2 separate regions of the Arachis hypogaea genome follow, and region 2 is linked to region 1. The links are chromatin contacts, called in public Hi-C maps. All regions are on one chromosome and are shown on one strand. The core of a region is the stretch at or near the end of the contact, and the rest is flanking DNA. Distances in the headings are between cores, read along the strand shown. Region 1 has its middle 4.5 kb from the start of LOC140177098. Region 2 holds the start of LOC112727954 (sulfoquinovosyl transferase SQD2).

What was found. Hi-C and Micro-C count contacts between places; a contact is called where the count stands out from the background.
Region 2: a Hi-C map of an unstated tissue shows a contact between it and region 1, with 4 times the contacts expected there. The contact joins the promoter of LOC112727954 here to the enhancer-like site in region 1. A contact is called at or near these places in 4 of 8 Hi-C or Micro-C datasets (leaf and an unstated tissue).

The regions. Positions count from the first base shown.
Region 1 is chr12:102,578,274-102,582,548 of arahy.Tifrunner.gnm2.J5K5, reverse strand. No RefSeq gene overlaps it. Among protein-coding and RNA genes, the nearest start is that of LOC140177098, 4.5 kb to the right of the region's middle. Within about 2 kb of position 1,743, at least 1 of the 3 cell types and tissues checked has open chromatin away from gene starts, as enhancers often do.
Region 2 is chr12:102,707,907-102,712,706 of arahy.Tifrunner.gnm2.J5K5, reverse strand. LOC112727954 (sulfoquinovosyl transferase SQD2) reads left to right here and starts at 2,911. Exons shown (of 11, transcript XM_025777913.3): 1 at 2,911-3,609; 2 at 4,290-4,356; 3 at 4,520-4,590. The coding sequence starts at 3,197.

The DNA of each region.
Region 1 (4,275 bases), core at 494-2,993:
CTCAGATGCAGTACGCTCGTCTTCAAATTGTTCATCCACCATGGTGAGTGTAGACTTCTAGGTCTCCGGAAATGCACTAATGTTCCAAGGGTTACTTGAAATGGTGATTTGGGCCTGAATGTGAGATCTAGATTCCTTCTGAGGCAGCATTCGACTTGTGTTGTTGCCAAGGTGCTACCGTTCGAATTCCTTGTGAGGAGGTAGGGGTGGTACCTGCAAAAGACTTCGATGCTTAAGTTAGCAAAGGCATTAGGCAGTTTTTAAGTAGATTGGGTCCTGAATATACCTGAATATATTAGTGTATTTATAGTAGAATAGCTAACCACCTTTTTAGAGTAGTTATACCTTTGATGGTAGATAGCCATTCCCTTTTGATAGAGAAGTTGTTGAGATCTTCCTTCTAGATGGATATGAAATATCTTGAAAAGTAGTTATTTTTTTAAATAAGTAGGACTTTGTACATCTCTAATTGCGTGTGACCTCTATGAGATTGGGTAGGCGTAGAGGAGGCCTAACCTCTTGTGTAGGTCTCTATTCTTTTTGGGTCTAGCTTTATTTGGAGTTAGAGTATGAATAATATCCAATGAATTATATTTCAGATTTTTAAGATTTATTCGTTTACAGCTAAATATACTAGGTAAAGTCATTTTTATTTTCTAAATATTGAGTTTGACTTGGCCATATTTCGACACTACTAGCTAGACGCTTGTTGTCGACGGCATGTTTGGAATCGAGAGTTAGCTACGGCCAGATTGTCAATAAGTTAAAAGGTCATCGCTAAAATAGAGATTTTATTATTTTTTTAAGGAAAAATGTTATATATTAACGGCTTTGGTGGTTGTTAGTAAATGTAGACACCATGATCACACCATAATGCGTGTGAATTATGAGGTTGTATGTTTGATTTGTGTATGTATTAAGACAGATTTTGAGACATTGACATTTGAATCATAAACATAAAATATAGGTTTAATTATTTTTTTAGTCTCTGTAATTTTACAAAATTTTTAATTAGATTTTTAAATTTTTTTTTAATTAGTTCTCTATACCATATCAAATTTTGTAACTAAGTCCGTACTTAAAATACAAATTTACTTGAAGTTTAAAGTTATACCAATTAAGCTTAGAATTTTTTTTCTATAAATATATAGGATTAAATTTAATAAGTTTAGGGAGTTTTCATTCATTCACATACTCACTCTAAAACTTTTTAATTACACTAACGTGCATAAATATGAGTCACCAACCCATATAAATATATTGGCAGACTCCATTTTTTTCCAGTAGTTTTAATTCTATTTTTTTTTCTTTCATGATTTAATTTCTATTATTTTTATTCAAGTATTTGTTAATTTCTGTATATTTTAATGTACGTTTTGTAATTTTTAATTCTTTAAATTTTGCACTTATTTTTTTTATTTTTTATTTTTTATAATTGTTAGTTTTTATATTCTATTAGAAGAATTTCTAAATCTTAAGATTAATATATAAAAAAAGTTAAATCTATTTTTTAAATTGGGATCATTGATACAAACTTAATTAACATTTTCTGTCAAAATTAAAAAAAAAAAAAATCCAAACGAAACAATAGCTAAAGTTTAGCAGCCATACAAATTCAAGTCTTCGAACAAAATCATCAATTATATATTACAAATTATCATGAATAATATCGCCCCACCCCCCACTCCGCTCTTCATTTTGATATGTTTAATTATTTAGTATATATATAGTCAAAGATAACTTTAGACTAAGACTCACATTTAAATACAAGAATCATGTTGGTCTAATTAATTAAGATGTTGATTTGACATAGTTAAATGATTGAGCAAATTAAAGCACGGGGATTAGGAAAGCATTAAAGGCCACAGAGCACGAAGATATATGGATGTTATAAGACATGTGATTATATTATGTGGTCTTTCTAGGAAATACCACTTTGAACGAAGGAAAGATCACTTTGGACGTAAATTCATGTTCATGAAATTCGCCGAAGCATCGTACTATCTATTTTAACCTAGGTACCACAAACCGACCAATTCAATTTTGTCTTCTTAGTATGAACAAATTTATACGTAACATTTAATCTTTTTCATGTGTTAAACGTTAAATATTAGTATGTTCATGCATGAGGAGAAAAGACTTGTACTTCACCGGTTACTACTGGCCACTTTAATTTTGGCGAATTCTTTTAATTAGTGTGTCTAGTCTTTTTTATTTATTAAAAAAAAAATATTCATGTACATATTGAATTAATTTTAAATACTGTGTAATTAAATTATAATTATATTCATAATGATATATTGTTATAATTTGATTGTAATTGATAAAAATCGATTATTTATATCTAAAATATATAACGATAACGAGAATACTGAATAACTGAAAAATAACAATATAAAAAGCATGAGTTTTGATATTCTCTCAACTGATCTCGACAAACGATCACTGGAAGAAGAAAATCTGATCGCTACAAGTACTAAAAAAGTGAAGATGGACGCTGTGGGAAATTAGCCCCAATCTGAAGACATGATAGAGAATTCTATTACTAGTACTACTCATATGAAGGCAAGATGGATGGAGAGGGGATCAACATCAACTTGAAAACGTGGTAGAAAATACTATCATGACTACTACTGGCATAAATCTTCCTCACCCCTAAGAGGAGAATAAAAAGGAGAAAAAAATGAGTGACAATACTATCTGAAAGATTTTTTATTGGGATATGATGGTTGATAATGGTTTTGAAAATCTAAATCCTAAAGAAATAGCTGATTTGGTTGCAGAAGAATAGAAATAGAATTTATGAATATAGTGGATAACTTAAGACTCCCTTTACTCCAAAGCTCAACATCCAGGTTTTTTTTAAAGGAATATGAAGACTACTGCAGACTATAGAAAATTTCCCTGGTTATTAAACCTTTAGGCAAGTCTCTCAACCTTTAAACCATGGAAAAAGGATGGGTCCTCAAGTGATGGGCTAGAAAGGATGCATGTGGTCAATATCATGGATCATGAAAAAAATTTCTTCTTGGTTTTTTAATCAAGAAGATTATGCTTACGCACTGTTTGAGGGACATAAGGCTACACTTATATAGAATAGCTATGGACCTATGGTATACAATGTGGCTACGTTTTAAAGATAATTCAGTAGTAAAGATAAGTGTAGCCTATTCTAGTAAGCATGAAAGCTGAAAAGCGTAGCTTTTGGTCATGAGTAGCATTACTTGAAAAGCACACCCTATTCTTGAACGCAAAAAGTGTAGCTTTTGATACAGAAAAGGGTAGTCTTTGAGAATATGCAACGGCCGAATAGGCATCCCCCACTAAAGCATCTCCAAAGTAAAAAAAGCGTAGTCTTAGCCAAAGGCATAATTTTTTTTCATTTTTAACTACACTTTTCAAGTGTAGTTGGATAGGTATTTTTCTTGTACTGTTCAATGCAATTTTGGCAAATTCTCTTAATTAGTGTGTCTAGTCTTTTTCATTTATTTAAAAAAAATTACTTACGTACATATTGAATTGATTTTAAATGCTGTGTAATTAAATAATGATTCATAATGATATACTTGTTATAACTCAGTTGTAATTGTTAAAAATTGATTATTTATATCTCAAAAATATAACGATAATGGGAATACTGGATAATTGAATAATAACAATATAAAAAACACAAGTTCTGATATTCTTTCAACAGATCTCGACAAGCGATCAATGGAGGAAGAAGATCTGGTGGTTAGAAGTACTAAAAAGGTGAAGATGGACAATGTGGGGGATCAGCCCCAATCTGAAGACATGATAGAGAATTCTATTGCTTATACTACTCACATGAAGGCAAAGATGGATGCCGAGGGGATCAACATCAACCTAAAAACATGGCAGAAGGTACTACCACGACTACTAGTGGCATAATTCTTGAAAAAGAATCTATGGATATGGTGGATAACTTAAGACTCCCTTCAATCCAAAGCCCATCATCTATGTTTCTCTAGAGGAATATAAAGATTAGTGTAGACCATAGAAAATTTTTCTGGTTATTTAGCCTTTAGGCAAGTCTCTCAACCTTCAAGCCATGGAAAGATGGGTCCTCAAGTGATGGGCTAGAAAGGATGTAGTCAAAATCATGGACCATGAAGAAAATTTTTTCTTGGTTAGTTTCTTTAATCAAGAATACTATGCTTATGCACTGTTTGAAAGACCATGAATGATTGCAAATCACTATTTATTCGTACAAATTTGGAGGCCCTTCTTTCTTCCTTAGGAGTTAGATTTTCGTAA
Region 2 (4,800 bases), core at 1,662-4,161, 130 kb before region 1:
ACAGCAAGCAGAAGCGGAAGAACAGCAGCAAGCAAAGCTGAACCCAGAACTCAAACAAACAACAATAAAACTCAGAATCATCTGAACTCAGAACTCGGAAAAATCATCATCATCAAAACTCAGAAAATCATAATCTGAACTCAAACAAACAACAATAAAACTCAGAATCATCTGAACTCAAACAAACACCAATATAAGAACAACAACCCTAAACTCAAAGTCATCGTCATCGTCAAAACTCAGAACCCAAAATCAGAAAAACCAAAACCCATAACTTAGAACTCAATCGATAATGGAATAAAAAGAACAATCAAGCAGAACCACCACCACCACCAGTATCATCATAGTCATCATCATCATCATCAGCAGCAGAAAAATCAAGCAACATGCACTTTAAACAATAATCAACAACCAGAAATTTCACAAAAAATTCAGTTCAGAAGAAGAAGAAGAAATGGTGGTGCTGCTGGTGCAGGGCGGCAGGGAGGCAGGGCGGCGTGGCGGCGAGAAAGAAGAAGAAGAAGAGGAAGAAGAAGAAGAAGAAATTGTGGTGGTGCGGTGGTGCAGGGCGGCGAGGCGGCGGGGCGGCGGGGAAGAAGAAGAAGAAGAAGAAATGGAAATGGTGGTGGTGCGGTGGTGCAGGGCGGCAGGGCGGCGGGGCGGTGGTGCGACGGCGGTAGTGCAGCGGCGGTCCCCCTTCTCTCCCCCTCCTCCCCCCCTTTTCTGCGCCCCCCTTTCTGCGCCCCCCTTTCTTTCTCTCCCCACTTCTCTGTATCCCTTTCTTTCTTCTGGTGGTGGTGCGGTGGTGCAGGTCGGCAGGACGGCGGGACGGTGGTGCGACGGCGGTGGTGCAGCGGCGGTCCCCCTTCTCTCTCCCCTCCTCCTCCCCCTTCCTCCCCCCTCCTTTTCTACGCCCCCTCTTCTGCGCGCCCCCTTCCTTCTCGTATCCCTTTCTTTTTTCTTTTTATTTTTTTATTTTATATTTATTTTATATTTATTTTATTTTATAATTTTTTTAATGAAGGGTAATTTGGTAATAAAAAAAATAAAATTGGTAAAAAGGATGATTTTAAAACAAACTGAAACTTTGGGGACCATTTTAGAGCAAAAAAAAGTTAGGGGACGAAATAAATTTTCAGCCTCTACCTTAGAGACCAAAATCATACTTATCCCTTAGATATATGAATTAAGTAAATGGCCAAAATAATTCTTTAAATTTCACATATTAGTTAAAGTAGTTATTCAAATTTTTACTTAACCAAATTAATATTCCAAATTCTCCAACATCAATCATATTCATTCTTATCTAATTTTTGTATCATGCTATGTTTTTCACATTCATTTATGAGATTTTTTCTTTGTTGTGGCAAATTTAAATATTTTTGTGGCATACGATTCTCAAAATATTTTTCTATTAATTTGTTGTTTTTATGTTTTCCTTCGCTATTTTTATCTATGAAACACGGACACTTTGTTGAGTTGCGTGTCGGACACATTTCGGATACGACACTCACCGACACTCGTTCGACACGCGTGTCTCCTGTGTCCAAACCGTGTCTCAATAAAAAATAAAAATTTTTTTTCCGAACACACTTGGACACACCTAAATACCATCACGTGTCAGCGTGTCGGTCTTATTCTTAATATATATTCTTAAAATAAATTTAGATAGAGTATATATTATTATTTATTAAAATAAAAAATATTTTAAATACTTGATATACTTAAAATAAGATATTAAAAATAATTTAAAAAATTAATTTATATTTTAATATCAATGAAATATTAAAATATCATTACGATTTATTTAAAAAATACTTTATATTTTATATGTATACGTGTCCCCGTGTCATGTAAGATTTTAAAATTCGCGTGTCGACGTATCTCGTGTCATGTCCCATGTCCGTGTCGGTGGGGTGCATCATACATTTTTATTCATCAATTTTTTACTATCACTCTCGCTCTAAAGGATCCAACAAGCTGTGTAATAAAATATGAATTTACTTTTCGTTATATAACATGTTACTATACTATTTGTTTGTATTATTAAATAGAATGTATACAAAAAAAATCCAGTTAATTTATATTCACACACTATCTATTTGTAGCAAATGGCGAGTCATTCATACAACACAGAATTAATTGACGTGATTGACATTCCTATTCCTTAACCATTAATATCAAATTGGAGTTTGAATATCCACTAATATGAGGGAAAAAATTCACTTCTTTTATAAGATTTCTAATTATAAGATTGTCTCTAATATATATAAAAGATATAATTAAAGTTCTAAATTGATTGTTTAAAATATGAACATGTATTAAAATTTAAAATAGTTTTTGAGATTTTAAATACATCAATTATATTTTTTTATCAAAAAATTTATCATACTTTTAGAAATTGGTATAATATACTTTTATTAATTTTAAAGTCGTAATTAATAGTTTAGTACATTAAGATCTTAAGTATTATTTTAGTATATGCAACCAATTTAAAAGAATTACTTTAAAGATATCTCTAATGCTTGATTTTAGTTTCATTTTATTTTGAATCTCACACAATATCACATAAGTATTTATGGGATTATATATCATAAAAAATTAATTTAAATTCAATATAAAATTCATCACTTCAATGTGTGATTTTATTTTAATTTAACAAAGTTACAAAGTTACAATGTTCATTTAATGGACTTAATAGATATACAAATATAATATTTACTAATCTTTCTTTAGAATGATGCAATATTTTTTTATTGATATTTGTATCATTTCAAAAATAATATTCAATACAAATTTTAATTTTAAATTAATTCAATAACTGTAAAAATCAAATTAATACCCAAAAAAATAGATTAGAGTTACTCTAAGACTTAATTCGATACAATTGGCTAAATTTTTTTTCCAAGTTGAATTATTGTGTAAAATGTGGGAAATAGGGTTGAATCATTTGACCAAAGAGGCAAATAGCATATGCTCAAAGTTCCCCCTTTTGATTCCTCTCTCACCCGCCATCATAAAGAGAATATCCATTGTTAGAGTCCTTTGCATGTGTCTTAGATTCCTTCATTCTCACACACACAAACACACACACTCTTCCTTGCAAACAATTCCATATTAATCAATTCAATAATCGAGCACATTTCAAAGGCTGTAACTTTATGATTATATACTCCTTCACATATTTGCCATCATCATGAACACTACTTCCACTTCTCTCTCTATAAATTCCTCTCTCTCTCCTCCTTTTCTCTCACCTGACACAAACACCACTTATTCTTCTTCTTTCTCTTTTCCCTCTTCCTCTTCTTCATACTACCCTCGTTTTGCTTCTGCCGGATTCTCTCTCCTCCAATCATTTGGACCAAAACCCATCACACCCATTTGCAAAAGATCAAATTTTTGCACCTTTCAAGGCTCAAACACTCTGAGAAGAAGGAAAAGTTCGTACCTTGGAGCTACCAACGAAAAAATGACCATAGCTGGGGATAGTTTGCTTCAGGTTGTTGAGGAAGAAGAAGATTCTCCTCCTGAGTCTGCTTTGCTTGATCCTGAGAACAATTCTAGGCCAAGAAGAATCGCACTTTTCGTTGAGCCTTCTCCATTTGCGTGAGTCATTCATTCCCTCTTTTGATTTTGTTCCTAACTCTTCCCCATTGTTTTACTAGTCGCTTTAACCAAACTTAATTGCTTAATTTAGATCTTCTTCCAACTGCATCAGCCCAACAACTTTCTTCTTTGGTGTCAAAACCCATCATGTGAATTTTTAATTAAAAAAAAAAAACTCTTTTGTTTCTTTGTTCAGATGACATTAAAGTTTTTAACTTTCTCTTTCCACTACAGTTGACTTGCTCTGTTGTTATGATCCAGTGTTGACTTTGGTTGTTTGAGGTTTTTTTTTTGCTTTCTTTTTTTCATGTAGATCAGATTGGATTTGACCTTCATGGTTTCAATTATGATTTAATTGAGCTGGATTTTGTGCTAATCTGTTTTGGAATATTAGAAGAAAAATGCATCTCAGCTATATGTTTTGCAGTGCTGCCTCTAGGACTTGTAAATAACTACTTGTGGGGTGAGAGAATCAAAGATTAATTATGAATTAATTCTGGGAAGTGTTGATTATAAATGAATGTCCCTTCATTTATAGGTTCTCTCTGCATTTAAGTACATTTGTGATTACATTACCTTTGTGAATTGTGATTATCATTCATGTGTAGACTACTTTTAGAAAGAACAATGTCTCTTCCTTTTAAATTGGATTTTTATTGAGAGCTCTATCTATTTTGCAGGTATGTTTCAGGATACAAAAACCGGTTTCAGAATTTTATAAAATACCTTCGCGAAATGGGAGATGAGGTAACTTTCTCTGTTATCTTAAGCCTGGTTGGTTTCTATTGTCATTTTTTCATGTTTTCTAGTTTGAGGATTTTATGAAGAAAAAACGAGAAAATTCTGCCATGTATCCTAAAAATTCTAACATTGTAAACTAATTGCTTGTCTTCATTTCTTCTTGTAATAGGTAATGGTTGTGACAACACATGAAGGTGTACCCAAGGAATTTTATGGAGCAAAATTAATCGGATCGCGAAGGTTGCTAACATTGATTTGTTTAGTTTCTTAGCAGATTTTATTCTTGGCCATCTCTAACCTCTGCAGTTATTTCTGAATCTTTTAACCATATAGAAATTGTTTCTAAGTTATAGTAATTGCTGATATTTGAAATTGCTTATATCAATTTAGAACTTAGAAATTAGAAATTTCCTAATTAGATAAAATTCATGAAAAATTCTTTGAAGTTAT